Linked DNA regions of Rattus norvegicus: all the other regions are linked to region 3. Evidence: chromatin contacts called from public Hi-C data. All regions are on one chromosome and are shown on one strand. Each heading gives the region's core, a stretch centred on a gene start, on an enhancer-like site or on the middle of the called end of the contact. The rest is flanking DNA. Distances are from core to core; before and after follow the strand shown. Region 1 overlaps LOC102555978 (a long non-coding RNA gene). Region 2 overlaps Adamts9 (ADAM metallopeptidase with thrombospondin type 1 motif, 9). Region 3 holds the start of Adamts9 (ADAM metallopeptidase with thrombospondin type 1 motif, 9).

Region 1 (4,170 bases), core at 810-3,309, 210 kb after region 3:
AGGATTGGTAAAAAAAAAAAAAAAGAAAGAAAAAGAAAAACAAATGAATACTTTAGGCTGAGCTCATCCAAAACAATGTATAGCATACCATCTCTAATCCACCAATCACGTCTTCATCAAGTACATCACTACACCTGTAAGAAATGCATAGTTTTGATCAGGGCTCCTGATGTATTTCTAATCTCCACTAGATTGGTAAGAGTTAAGCTGTTGACCTGTGATTGGCACCTCTAGGTGAGTTGTACCATCAGATTGTCAGGAAAGAAGACCCAACCTCTTTAGCTCCTAAAGGATTGGCAGTGGGAGTGAGGGATGAAGCCCCTGTGTGTTCTCCAGGACTAGAAACTATAGACATACTTAGTCCAAAGCAAAACAACATAAAGTCAGTCTGTTACATGGAACCACATGAAAGTCTGATTTTTGTAGGTCAAAATGGTTGACTGGTGGCACCATTATAGGATCCATACTAATGCTTAGCTAGCATGTCAGCTGCCTTTAATGGAAAGGAAGTATCTTTATTTATTACATGCATTAAATGATTGGCATTAATGATTTTTCACCATCTTTTTTGCCATCTGAACCTTAAACAAATTTTAAACTATAAACAAAATGATGAACATTTATTTTGTATGAAGTCCTCAAAAACACAACAATATTTTCTTGTTCGGGTTTTTCAAAGCAAAGTTTGAGCGCTGAGATGTGGCTAACACAGTTTTTAAAATATCGCTTTATTTTACCTTTTTAATTTCCCTGTAGAGTTTACAACCATCCCTGGTGGAGCTGGCCCATGAGAAGCTAAGTATCTGTCTTAATGATCAAAAAAGGGCACAGGGGCAGGAGTGGGAGGAGTGGGCTCTTTCCCTCTTCTATGTCCACCTCAGGGCAATGTATCTGGGCTAGGATTCCAAGGAAAACTACAAACCCAATTTCTATCGTTAGAAAGTGAGTAAAGTAGGTACAGAAGCTGTCTTGATGAGAGAGAGAGAGGCAGGGGGATGGGAGTGTAAAGGAGGAGGAGTGGATGGAAGTGAAAGAAGATAAACTCTGAGAAGTGAAGAGCTGAGCCATCCAAAGGAGGGCACCAGAGAGAAGTCACAAGGAGAGTAAGGGAGAAGGGAGGGCCTAGCTTCCAGGCAAGAGTCACACACAGGTCACTTGGATAGGAGGAGAGTAGATGCTTCTTGTTTTTAAATTATGATTTATTCTTTCTATCCCTCCAGAAGAACTTAGCGCGACTAGGAAAGAAAGGGGCAGGAACATTCCAGAACTGCTTTCAGAGAAAATGTTTAATTTCTACTTTTTATTCTGCCCCCAGTGATACATAACAACTCAGATAAATTTTAATTTGAAAACAAAATGGAAGGAGGGGAGGAAAGCAGAAAGGCAGGCAGGCAGGAAGCAAGGAAGGAAGGGAGGAAGGGAGGCCAGCTAGCCATGTTTTTCTCCCTCACAGCTTCTCCAGTCATTCTGGGGACTCGTGCATCTGTTAATTCTAATCCTTCTGGAAAGGAACACAAACAGGACATTTCCTGGAAATGTTGTTTGACATGTGGATTAGGCAATGTTGACAACTAGAGCAGTCTGTCAGATACTTCCTCAAAACTGGGCCACCTGGAGAAATGCCCCCCACCCCCAGTCATCTCACATCCTGCCCCTGGTCTCACCCCTGTATCTGTGTCTCAGCTCCTGGCATATGTAGACCTGTCACACTTTTTAGTAAAAGGACAACAGAAAGAGAGGACTCCCATGTCACTTCTCAGGCCACTTCCTTCTTTACATGACACTGCAGTAAACAATTCCCAGGACAGTGAGCTTCTGTAATGATTCCAGTAAACAAAAACAATAAATAAGCAAGCAATCCTGTCTCCAGATCTTGTTATCAGGCCCCTTCTCGTAGAACCACTGTCTTCCCTCCAGAAGCAATGTTGAAGGCCAAAGATAAGGATATTACTTGCACACATGCCAGATCACTGGCAGTTTGTGTTTTCAAACCGCCAAAAAAAATGTGAAAAGGAAGTGTGTTGAATTTAGCTTCCTCAGAATTGGATTCAACTGGATGTCAGACTTCAGTGAGGGACTTGTAAAAGCTGCATTCGCCCTGGCATCTGCAGTCAGAGCAGAGAGACAGCTGTGAAAAGCATCGTCCAGCCAAAACGTGATTTCAAAAAGGTCATTTTATCACATGATTTATTTATATTGTTTCTCCATGGTACAAAGTGTTCTGATTCATATGCAGAATCCAGAGAGGGAGGATTTAAAAAAAAACGAAAGAAAAAGAAAAAGAAAAAAAAGAAGCAAAACCTAAGGGCCATGACTCAGGAGCCCTGCAGAGGCCAAGGAAATGGATTTACTGCATTTTGAAGGCTTTTTGAAGCCTTCCACTCAAAGCAGGTTTTTTGGCATCAATCAAATTAAAAAAGGAAGCCATATCATGCTAAGATTGATCTTTTCCCATACCTTCTGAGGCTTCCTCAGTAAGAAACATGATTAGAGGTGGGCCTGCCTCGATGCTAGTCAGCAAGAACAATGGAGATAGTCTTTTTCATTCAGAAGAGAAAACCAAGGGTCAACTTACCAAATTTCTAATGCTTTATCTTCTTTGCATGATGTGCACCAACTCAAAGGGTTTGAGTTTTCTCCCCTGTCTTTTCTTTCCTAAAGAGCCCTTGTCAATCATTCTAAGCAGACCTGGAGGATCTACTGTGGAAGGCTGGGTGTCTTTTTCAAGTAGGAGCGGATGGCAGAGCTTGTTCATAGTCCCTTGCCTCTGTCGTTGCTTCCTAAAAACAGGACTGGGGCTTTTAATACCACGTTTACAATGTTGACAGGTAGAATTTATTGGATAAATATTTCTTTGGCCATATATATTATTTAACCTCTCTCTGATGTGAAGCCCAAGCTAAATGTTCTGAAGTTGTTTTGTTTTTTGTTTGTCTTTCTGCTAAATCCCTATTCCAGGTCATTTTTTCTTAGTTGGCCTTAGAGTTGGAAGTCAGATATTTGAAAATGTCTTCTGAGCATTACCAATACTCAAAGAAAAGAAGAGTCAAAGCTATTGAGAAAGAAAAGAATGTAACATTGCTTGCCATGGTCTCACTCAATCCAAACCAGGGCTAAGCATTTTTTCTTTTATTTGTCATCATCATCACCACCACCACCACCACCACCACCACCACCACCACCACCACCACCACCACCATCATCATCATCACCACCATCATCATCACCACCATCATCATCATCATCATCACCATCTTGCCTTAACAAACATTTCAGCACCACCTTGCTAATTGCAAATTATGGGAAAATGTAGATTCTCTCACAATGTCTTCAGAAGTGGCTCACTCGGAAAGGCATGAAGTACAGATCATATTCTGTGATAATATCTGTGGATATGTTTGACTGATTTGTTTTTTGGTTGCTAAAATCTGACATTTCACAAAAATTTGACTTGAGATTAATTTACGACTTGAAGTTCCTGAATACCAACAGTATTGCCCAGTCAGTTTCCAGGGACTCGGTCATTTCTCTGCAGTGTCCCTTAAGGAAGCATTGTTTAAACTGAGATAGCATTTTTCTCCTAAAGTTGAAAAAATTAAAAGTCAAGTTTCAATACTATGTGAGAGAATTCTACAACATGCTGAGTTTTATGTCCCTTCACAAACATGCCATTCTCGACAGGGCTGGTTTTGGAAGGGCGTGTCTCTGATCATTGGCATGTGACATTAACCTTTCTGGAGAAGCACTGGACTTGGATATTAAAGAGGTATCTCAATTAAGTCCAGTTTGCTTTTCTTTGCCTGGGGCAGAGAAAAAGACTCTTAAGTCATGAGAAGACTCGTTCAGAATTAGGAAGACCATCTGAGTCATTAGAATAGAAATAAGAAGGTAGGACCAGAAAAGTAGAAAAATCACCCGAAACTTCGAATAAGGCAAAGAGAATACCATGAGGCTCTTCAAATTCATGTCAAGTTTTCTAACCTAGACCTCAAACACGTAAAAAACCAACAGTGTAATAGTCTCGTATTTGGACTCCTGTATATTTGCATACTGTGTAAAACAAATGAGAGTGTCAAAACCCAGGGCAGAACCAGGGAGCTTCGAGCTGGCTACTTCATTAGCCAGGCCAGCTTTAATTGAGCTGCTCAATGTCGCTCAGTAACTAAGTCA
Region 2 (4,117 bases), core at 857-3,356, 160 kb before region 3:
CAAAGATCACAACTGTCTCTATTCCATTTGGTGGGAGGGCAATACTTATGATTAAGTCATAGCAATCACGTTGAATTGAATCAGATTTGGGACCCCTGCTTAGCTTTGTGGCAAGACCAGGACCTGAGATACAGGCAGGATTCCAGAAGTTTAAAAAGGAGTCAGGAAACACATCGTCCTGAGGCGCCCTGCGGGATCTCCCCTGTGCCGGGGGTTCAGGGCAGTGCAGACTGAGTGGCTGCTTCATCCTTTGGCTCCAACCCGAGGCAACACACTTGGAGGGTTGCCAAACTCAGCCAGTGAAAGTCCAAATGCTCATCAAATATGGATTTCAGGTAAACAACATATTAGCATTACGTGTCATTATTTGTAGTACTAGTCATTAGGAGACAGGGTCTAGCTATGTGGGCCAAGTTTGTCTTAAACTGAAGGCTCTCCTATTCTGCTTCCCCAGTGCTGAGGTAATAGCTGTGTCCTGGGAACAGACTGTTTAAAAAGATGTAAATCCCCTACGCAAGCTTAAAGAAATAAAAAAAAAAAACCCAAAAAACCAAAAAAAGTGTCATGGTTGACCTGGCATTCTAACTTGCAGTTCTAACGAGGTAGCTGCACTCATCTGGCCGGGTTATTCTGGACTCAGATCTCCTTTCTTCCCCCTTTCTCTTCTCAGGTCACGGGTGCAGTTCCTGAATAGGTACTGGGAAACATCCCATATCTCCAGGAGGCTGGATGCTGCACTGGCCTGAGAACTCAGTGGAAGGGCTTTAAGGAGGAGTTTCTGCCCCACTGTCCTTTAGGATCACCATGGAGACACAGCCCCAGAGGTTTGGATCCCCTCAGCCTAGTCAGAGGGACCAGAGGGTACAATTAAACAGGTGGCTCCACAGGGTGGGTGATTCTCGGGCTATGCTTGTCAACCACTTGGGGGCTTGTTCAGCTACAGAATTGGACCCAGAAGACCAGGGTCCTAGCTCCTGCCTTCCAAATGCTTTGGGGTTGCTGACATGCTAAGTGTACTGGGTTCAACCTCCACCCCCCAAAAGTGGATTATTGTATTCCTAACTTTCCAGAAAATATCACCCCATAACCTCTTCCTACTGGAACTGCAACTGTTTCTGGGCAGAGCAAACCAAACCAAAACATCAATTTTTTCGAGGTTTGAATAGGCAAGTTGCATTTGATTAGTTAAGATATTTGAGCTGTGTGTATGCTAGAGCCCTGCCCCGACCCCTTTTGATCCAGTAGTCTTTCCAGGCGCTTGGATGGCTTCGAATTTAGTAGGTGGGAAAAGCTTCAACCAGTGAGTCTCTCCTGTTTCACCCACCTCTAAATTCCTTCCCGTATTTGTGTCCTAAATTTTCTCTCTGGCACTTTGGGGAACAAAAGTTTGGTGAATGGGAAAAGCATGCCGGCTCTGCTCCTTCAGTACAGAGCCACCGTCTTCATAAGATGTTAAACAAGAACCATCCCCCAAGCAATACAGAGCCTTACCGGAGACTTCTTGATGTCTGAAACGGCATAATTCCCTTGTGATGTCCATCTGGCAGACTCGGTTAAGGACAGCCCGGTCCCATAAAGGTTGATGCTAAAACGGCCCTGGAACACAAAGCCAACACAAAAGACTTTCAGCCCGTGTGACATACCAACCAAGGCAGAGCTGACACATTCAAAGGGACTTTGGTAAGTAGAAGGGTGTTAATTAATTTTGATGGCCGCTAATCATTGAAGGTATTTTGTTGTTCCATTGTCAGAACCAGGTGTGTTACATTCATGATTTCTAGGTAGGGATTTTGTTTACAGATGGTGAAACCCTGGATCACAGTCGATTAACTCCCTCCTGAACACAGAAAGCTCTCAGGTCGTCTTTACTGACTTCTAAATCCTCTCTCAAAGCTTCCTCCTGCCAGCCTCCGTAGCACAGTAACCCCGATGTTGCTCGCAATTATCGGATTCCTTCACGACCAAAATGCCACAGTGTAATTTTTCTAACAAGATCTAGCTGCCAAAGTTTCCTGGGCTTCCAGTTCCCTGGGGCGAAGAGCAAGCACACTCTGTACCAAGCACCGCTGGGTGTGAGTTCAAAGCAGTGGCGCGTTTCCAAAGGTAGCCAGAAGAGGACGCTCTTGGCCTGCTGAAGATAGCGCACACTCCCAGTCCATCTTCTGAACACCCCCCCACCCAAGCGCCCGCGCGCGCGCCCGCGGGCACACACAGACTTAGTTCCGGAACAGAATTCCCAAAGGCCACAAGGGTGTGTGGTCTGGGCCTTTAATATTGATATTTATCTCTAAGGAGCCAGTGCCGTAGTACTAAACCGGTCTCCCCTCTCTCAAAACCAGATCCAACACTGGCGGTTTCCAAGCTGAGAATGTTCTGTGACCCTGAACATGTTCTCAGGATTACTTTCTCCCAGAACTGAGAACCCACGACTTTGAAAAAAGTTAAAACAAAGAGATAACGGAGAGCTGTTACTCAGAACCAAACCTAGTATGTCAGAGTTAACTCCTTCAGCAATGATTAGATAAGAGAGAGAGAGAGAGAGAGAGAGAGAGAGAGAGAGAGAGAGAGAGAGAGAAAGGAGGAGGAGGAGGAGGAGGAGGAGGAGGAGGAGGAGAGAGAGAGGAGGAGAGGCAAGGGAGGGGGTGACGGAGGGAGGGAGGGAGGGAGGGAGGGGAAGAGGGGAGGGGGGAAGGAGGGGTTAGTTCAGCCCTTTCCAAACTTCAGTTGGTCCATCTTTAAAATGGAAGTTAATGTACATACTTCCCTCATTTACTGTAGTAATGAGAAGTAAATAAAGTTAGAAGTGTAGAAGCTGGCTGTGGTAGGCCCTGCCTATGATATCACTGCTCAGAGGACTGAGGAGGAGGATGGCAGTCAGATCCAGGCCACCTGCATTACCTAGGGAAACCTTGCCTTAAACAAAACTTGGGAGAAATATGAAAGTAAATAAGCTCTCATGTTGTTGATACTTAGTAGAAACACTGGCATCTGTAACAAAAATACAAGTATAACTTCTGTGTTTTCTAAATTTCTAAATGCTCCTGAATTTCCTAACTGTTTCCTAACAAATTCTTGTTTTCTTTGCCCTGGTTTAATGGTAATTACTTAGGGGAGGGGCTCAGTATTACTTGGTCTATGTATATATATTAGCTATTGGTAGTAACATGTCCCTGGAAGTTGACCGTTTTTTCCAGTAAATAGCACATCTTAGGTCTTTGGGTGAAATTTCTAAGAGGAGTGCCTCAGAGTTTCTTCTCCCTGCAAGTTTCATAAATAGGAAATAATGACTTCCAAATCCTTCTGGAGCTAAGGCACTACAAATATGACATGGGAAAGAAGATTTCTGCTTCCAGAGTGACCAATCACTGATACCAGTAGGGGTGATGCATCTTCCGAAGAAATGTGGCAATGTCTACAGACAGTTCGAGACACTCCAGTCAATGGCAGGGATGTATGCAACAGCTGGACACCAAGAACTCCATGGGATTGCTGTAAGTAACAGAAGAGTTCCCCTTTCCCCTCAGAGCTATCCGGCCTGCTTCTCCAGGTCCAAGCTGCTGCACTGAGAAATGTTGGAGCAGGTGCAAAAGGTGGATCCATTCCACAACGGCCTCTCCTGCATCTGTGTCAGGGAGGGTAGACAAGTGGCTCACTTCTCCAGCCTACCCATAAAGTAGGTGAGACCAAACTTTGTTTTCCAAAGGAGGCTATGGGATGGAAGGCCTCCCTATACTGTACCTAGCTTTTTACCTGGCAGAAAAAGAGAGGTATTATTAGATAATTTAAATGACCATACTGTGTAGATGTTAGTGCTCCTTATATAGAGTGGCTTTATAACAAGGTGTTTGCAAGTATGGCTTGCTTGGGACTTCCAAGCCAGGTTCCTCTCAGAGTTTTCTGTTGCTGGCATTTTTCCTTACTATTTTCCCCTATTATCATTTATTCATTCATTTTATATCCCAATTGCTGTTCCCCTTCTGGTACTCCCCTCACAGAGTCCCTCCCCCATGCCCTGCCTCCTTCCTAATGAAAGAGTTTTGAGAGAAAGTCTCATTATTGGCCTAGGCTGTCTGGAGCTTGGTGTCTTCCTGCTTTAGCCTCTGCAGTGTTGAGAGTG
Region 3 (4,424 bases), core at 1,590-4,089:
TGGTGGGTGAAGGGGTTCACCCTCTTCCCCATATCCCACCTTCCCTCCTCCCAGTCTTCCGGAGTGCGGAACTCCTGCCGGGATCCAAGAGCAGGCTCTTGGTAGTCGAAGAAGGATATAACCTCCAGACCCGGAATTTAAGACGCAAGAACCAGCCAGCAAATGTGGCAGCCGAGCATGCGAGTGAGTACCCAAGCCCCCATTTAGAAAGACGAGAGGGAGGGTGTGTGTGTCAAGGGGAGAGAGTAAATGCGCCAGGGGCACAGACTTTTAATAACCAATTGTGCGTAATGCGCGGTGCAGTGAGCTGGGAGAGACAGCCGCGGGAAAGTTTCTGCGTCATACGCGCGTGGTAGAAACGCATGTCGCTTGGGAAAGCGAAGGGCTACTCTAGTTGGGTCCAGAATTGTACAAGACTCTCAACTGTCAGAGGGATTGGGGACTGATGCCTTGTTAATCCCAATGGAGGGTAACAGAGGGGTCAGGAAAAAGAGGGTGGAGATACCAACTTGGATCTCGCACTAAACGCCTACTAGACAGCTCCCGGCGGTATCCGTCGCACCCAACTTTCCTAGAGAAACGTGCGCTATACATTTTCATTCCTACATTTTGAAACAGCCACAGGTTCTAGAATAGGGTTCGTCTTAAGGTTATCTCTCCAGGCTCTCCCACTACTCTAGCGCCTCCAGCCACCACGCCAGCAGGGTGCAGAGTCGGACTGCAGTGCACCACCCCTCCCCCCACCTTCTAACCCTAAACACCGCCTTAGAGACAGGCTCCGCCCTCACTCCCGGCTCTCAGAGTATTTGGCCCACCCTTCCTTTCCCGGGACAGGATCGGCTTCCCTGTCAATCTGGTTCGGTTTCAAAATTCCTTGACGTGATAAAAAGCTCCGAGAGGAAAGAACGCGGGGACACTCGGTTGTGTAGCAGCGTCCACAACCAGAGAGATGTCCCAGCGCGCCAGTAAGGGTGTCCAGGGATTGTCAGTTTACATCCCTGACTCTGGACGCGCCAATGAGGAGTTGAGTCCGCCCTGCGCTCAGCTGCAGGGCTCCAGAGCAGCCAAGTTTGCTACAAGAAACCACAACCCCAGCAACTTTCTCCGAGTTTGTAAACCTACATGCAAGCTACTCTGCAGAGCTGGGCTGCGTACAGCAAACCCAATTCATCCAATCTAAGACAGCTCCAAACCATACACGACCCTCTCGGGATAGATGTGTACACCCTTCTTGAGTGGAAGAGCACGCACTACACCGGTAGACCCCAGTTCCGAGACCTAAGCCAATGTTGATATTTAACGCCAGAGCATAGACTCGGTAGGTTCAGACTAGGGTGCAATTAAGTCTTAAAGAAGCAGACGAGGAGGCGGGGAGGAGGGAAGGGGCACGCGCCCACTTACCATTCCGGAGCACAGGCTGATGACCGCAGTGTGCTCAGACTTGGTATTGACATGGCCTTTGTAGAAACAGTGCCTAAGTTCCATTTCTTCCTCGGAATACAGTTTGGACTGGTTCACCCCTGGCTCTCCAAGGAGGGTGACAGTGAACAGTGGAGCGATAAATCCGGTATGGGCGGTGAGATTAAATAGAAACTGCTGGCCGAAGGCTTTGAGGCGGTAATGCTCCTGGGAAGAGGTAGAGGAAGACGAGGAGGAGGAGGCGAAGGCAGGCCAGGGGTCAGAGGCAGAGTTAATGCTTCGTCGCCTTCTTTTGAAGTGCACGTTCGTGGGAAAGGGTTCCCCGAGGGGGTTCACTCGGATGGGAGACGCGATCTCATATTCGCTCAGACTCTCTAATAATTTCACTGCAGGGAGAAACAGAGGCAAATGAGCTAATCATTCATTTCCCCCGAAAGTTTTAATTTAAAAAGAAGATGGGGGGCTTTGTCCTAATTTATTTTGCAGCCACTTTAAGTCAATTCTTTCAGGCTCCACCACTGGATAAATATTTGTTGAGCGCCTACTGTAATAGTAACAGCCGAGAACTAGGTGAGGGGCTGAGATTAGAGCATTAGAAGTCAGACAATGAACAAATATTAAAAACAAAATAATTACATATTCTGATAAATATCCTGAATACAATAAAATGTGCGCTCTCTGGTGATCCAAGTTATTAAATAGAGTTGATTTGGGACAGGGGATAAGATGGTAAAAAGTCAGGTAAAAAGAACTGGGGGGTGACCCTAAAATTCTTGCAGTGCTTCCCTCCCTAATAGTTGACTAAGGATGACCCAGAGAAGGGAGAGGTTCCAAAACGGGAGGTAATTCTTTCTAGGAAAAGGAGAGAGGCCTCTACTGCGGGGTGCCCGCCCCAGAGCGTGTTCAAGGAGGTGGAGATGGAGTGTGTGGGGGCGTGGGGGGGGGCTTGAGGGTCCAGAGCCATGTTACCTTGCCTCGGGTGCAGCCTGTCCTTGCGCACGGCCGCCGCGGAGTCGGGGCTCCTCATCTCAACCAGGTCCGGCACCAGGAGCGTTAGCAGTGTGGCCCAGGATACTAACTGCATGGTGCTCCTCACCCCTCCCCCCGCTTCTCCCACCCCCTCCCTCCTGCCCGCTTTGGTGGCTGGCGGCGACGCGAGGCAGCGGCCGTGGAGAGCGCGCGGAACCCCGGCGCCCTGCCGCCAACTTTTTGACTTTAGGAGTCGCTGAGGTCCTGCAGAGAGGGTCCCGTCTGCGCTCCGCTGAGCAACGCTGCCGCCTGCCGTGAGCTGAGGCGCTCGGGCCGCAGGAGGAGGAGAAGGAGGCGGAGGACTAGGGCTCGGCGGCTCCGCCGCATAATGTCCAGCCTGCGGGCAGGAGAAGGCGCGGAACGTGCGCTCCGAGGCGCGCCGGGCGCCCTTTGCTGGCTGAGTTAGCCGAGCCGCTTCTTGAATGGGGGGCCAGGGGGCGGGGGCCCCCGCGGGCGCTCAAATACCCTAGGTGCACGCCTCCAGGAGGAGGAGAGGGGAGGAGAAAGCGGGGCAGGCGTCCCGCCTCCTTGCAGATCCTGTCCCCTCCTCGGCCGGCCGCGGGTGCCAGGACTCACCGCTTTAGGCCCCTCCAGCTGCCGGAGGCGGAGGCCAGAGACGCCGGCAGCGCCGGAGCAATTGGCGGCCGTCCGCGTCACCTCCCCGAGGTGGGGTTTTCAGAGACTGAGGACGGAGAGCAGAGAAAGTTCTCGGTGGCGCTCAGCCACCCACTCCGACTCTCCTTTACGACTTAGGTCTCCCATTTGGAATCTCTCCCTAGCCAGGTCTTGGTGAAGGTCTCTTTGGGCCCCTGTCCCTCTTCTCCGATGGTCTCTCCCTTCTCCACTTTCTACTGCGCTTTCTCCATTTCACCGTTTCTGCCTGTTCTCTTCATTCTGCCCTGGTCTCTTTCCATCACCCCACTTGGCATTCCTTACAAGAGAAAGTAGCCTTGCTCGGTCTAGATCCTACACTTGATCACTAGAAACCAGATTTGTCACCTGAGCTCCACTCTACTTAATTGCCCCAAGTCGAGAGTTTAAAAGTCAGGGATCTAGCTCAGTCCTGTAGTTCCAGTAGTGTTTCAGATCCGTAGTTGCCTGAAAGTTTCGCAACAGTTTAAACCCGGGTCTTCCCGGGACTTCTGTCTCTGTGGCTAGAGCGTCTACAGGTTTCTGTAGGTCTTTTTCCCAAAAAGGTTAAGGTGCTTACTGTGCAGTTAGTGGGGTTTGGGGTCTTGGAAGCCCCCAACTCTTCCCGACATCTGAAGGGAAGGGAGTAGGGAAGGACTGTGAAGCTGTAGGTCCTGGGGAAGGCACTCAAACCCCCAGGGAGTTCGCAGTCACTTCCGCTTGCTTTCAGCGGTTAGAGAGGATGCGAGCATGGAAGTGGCTCCAAACAGATACTTCAAGTAATCTATCATCCCCCTCCGGTTGAAGATGAACATTTGGAATCCAGAACTCTAGAAAAGGAGAAAAGAGCAACAGGGAGAAGGGGGAGGAAGTGAAGAGGGAAAATGGTTAAAACCATGGATTATTCAAAAGCACCTTTCCCCCTTAGCTCTCGGGAAGAGAGGATGCACTAATTCAAAGGGAAAGGAAAAAGGCATTTTCAGTAACTGATATGACTAACAAATTTATAATTGTCCACGTTTCCTAGAACCGGAGTTCTCTGCTGCTTGGCCCGCTACTCAGAGCTGAGAATATTAGTGCTGATAGAGACCAGAAAGCAGTGTGCTGCGAGTGCCACCCATCCTGGAAACAATGATGTGTACAGTTCTGATGATAGCGGAAAAATGACTTGGCTGCCATTTCCTAAAGATGTTGCTGATCCAATTGGCTAGGCAGCACTGCCACAGCGAAAGGGCCAGGCATCCGGTATCCCTGTGCTGGTGTGCACTTGAAACCTCGCTATTCAGGAGGCTGAGACAGGAGGTTGGAGAGATCTAGGCCAGCCTAAACTATACAAGAGACCCTGT

What was found. A called contact is a pair of places that touch in the nucleus more often than the background predicts.
Region 1: a Hi-C map of mammary epithelial cells shows a contact between it and region 3, with 1.6 times the contacts expected there. The contact joins the enhancer-like site here to the promoter of Adamts9 in region 3. A contact is called at or near these places in 2 of 12 Hi-C or Micro-C datasets (mammary epithelial cells and psoas muscle).
Region 2: a contact with region 3 is called in a Hi-C map of Schwann cells, with 11 times the contacts expected there. The contact joins the enhancer-like site here to the promoter of Adamts9 in region 3. A contact is called at or near these places in 6 of 12 Hi-C or Micro-C datasets (the A7r5 cell line, Schwann cells, frontal cortex and 3 more).

Annotation. Positions count from the first base shown.
Region 1 is chr4:127,227,507-127,231,676 of GRCr8, forward strand. LOC102555978 (a long non-coding RNA gene) reads left to right here. Exons shown (of 6, transcript XR_005503755.2): 5 at 1-4,170. All of the region lies in intron 2 of LOC120102344 (a long non-coding RNA gene), which reads right to left. Among named protein-coding and RNA genes, the nearest start is that of Adamts9, 210 kb to the left of the region's middle. Within about 2 kb of position 2,060, at least 1 of the 93 cell types and tissues checked has an H3K27ac peak or open chromatin away from gene starts, as enhancers often do.
Region 2 is chr4:126,861,170-126,865,286 of GRCr8, forward strand. Adamts9 (ADAM metallopeptidase with thrombospondin type 1 motif, 9) reads right to left here. Exons shown (of 39, transcript NM_001107877.1): 37 at 1,410-1,596. The coding sequence ends at 1,453. Among named protein-coding and RNA genes, the nearest start is that of Adamts9, 160 kb to the right of the region's middle. Within about 2 kb of position 2,107, at least 6 of the 93 cell types and tissues checked have an H3K27ac peak or open chromatin away from gene starts, as enhancers often do. A contact at or near this core is called in Schwann cells, where this site is marked.
Region 3 is chr4:127,017,037-127,021,460 of GRCr8, forward strand. Adamts9 (ADAM metallopeptidase with thrombospondin type 1 motif, 9) reads right to left here and starts at 2,840. Exons shown (of 39, transcript NM_001107877.1): 1 at 2,389-2,840; 2 at 1,402-1,805. The coding sequence starts at 2,503. It overlaps LOC102555978 (a long non-coding RNA gene), which reads left to right. Exons shown (of 6, transcript XR_005503755.2): 1 at 1-183.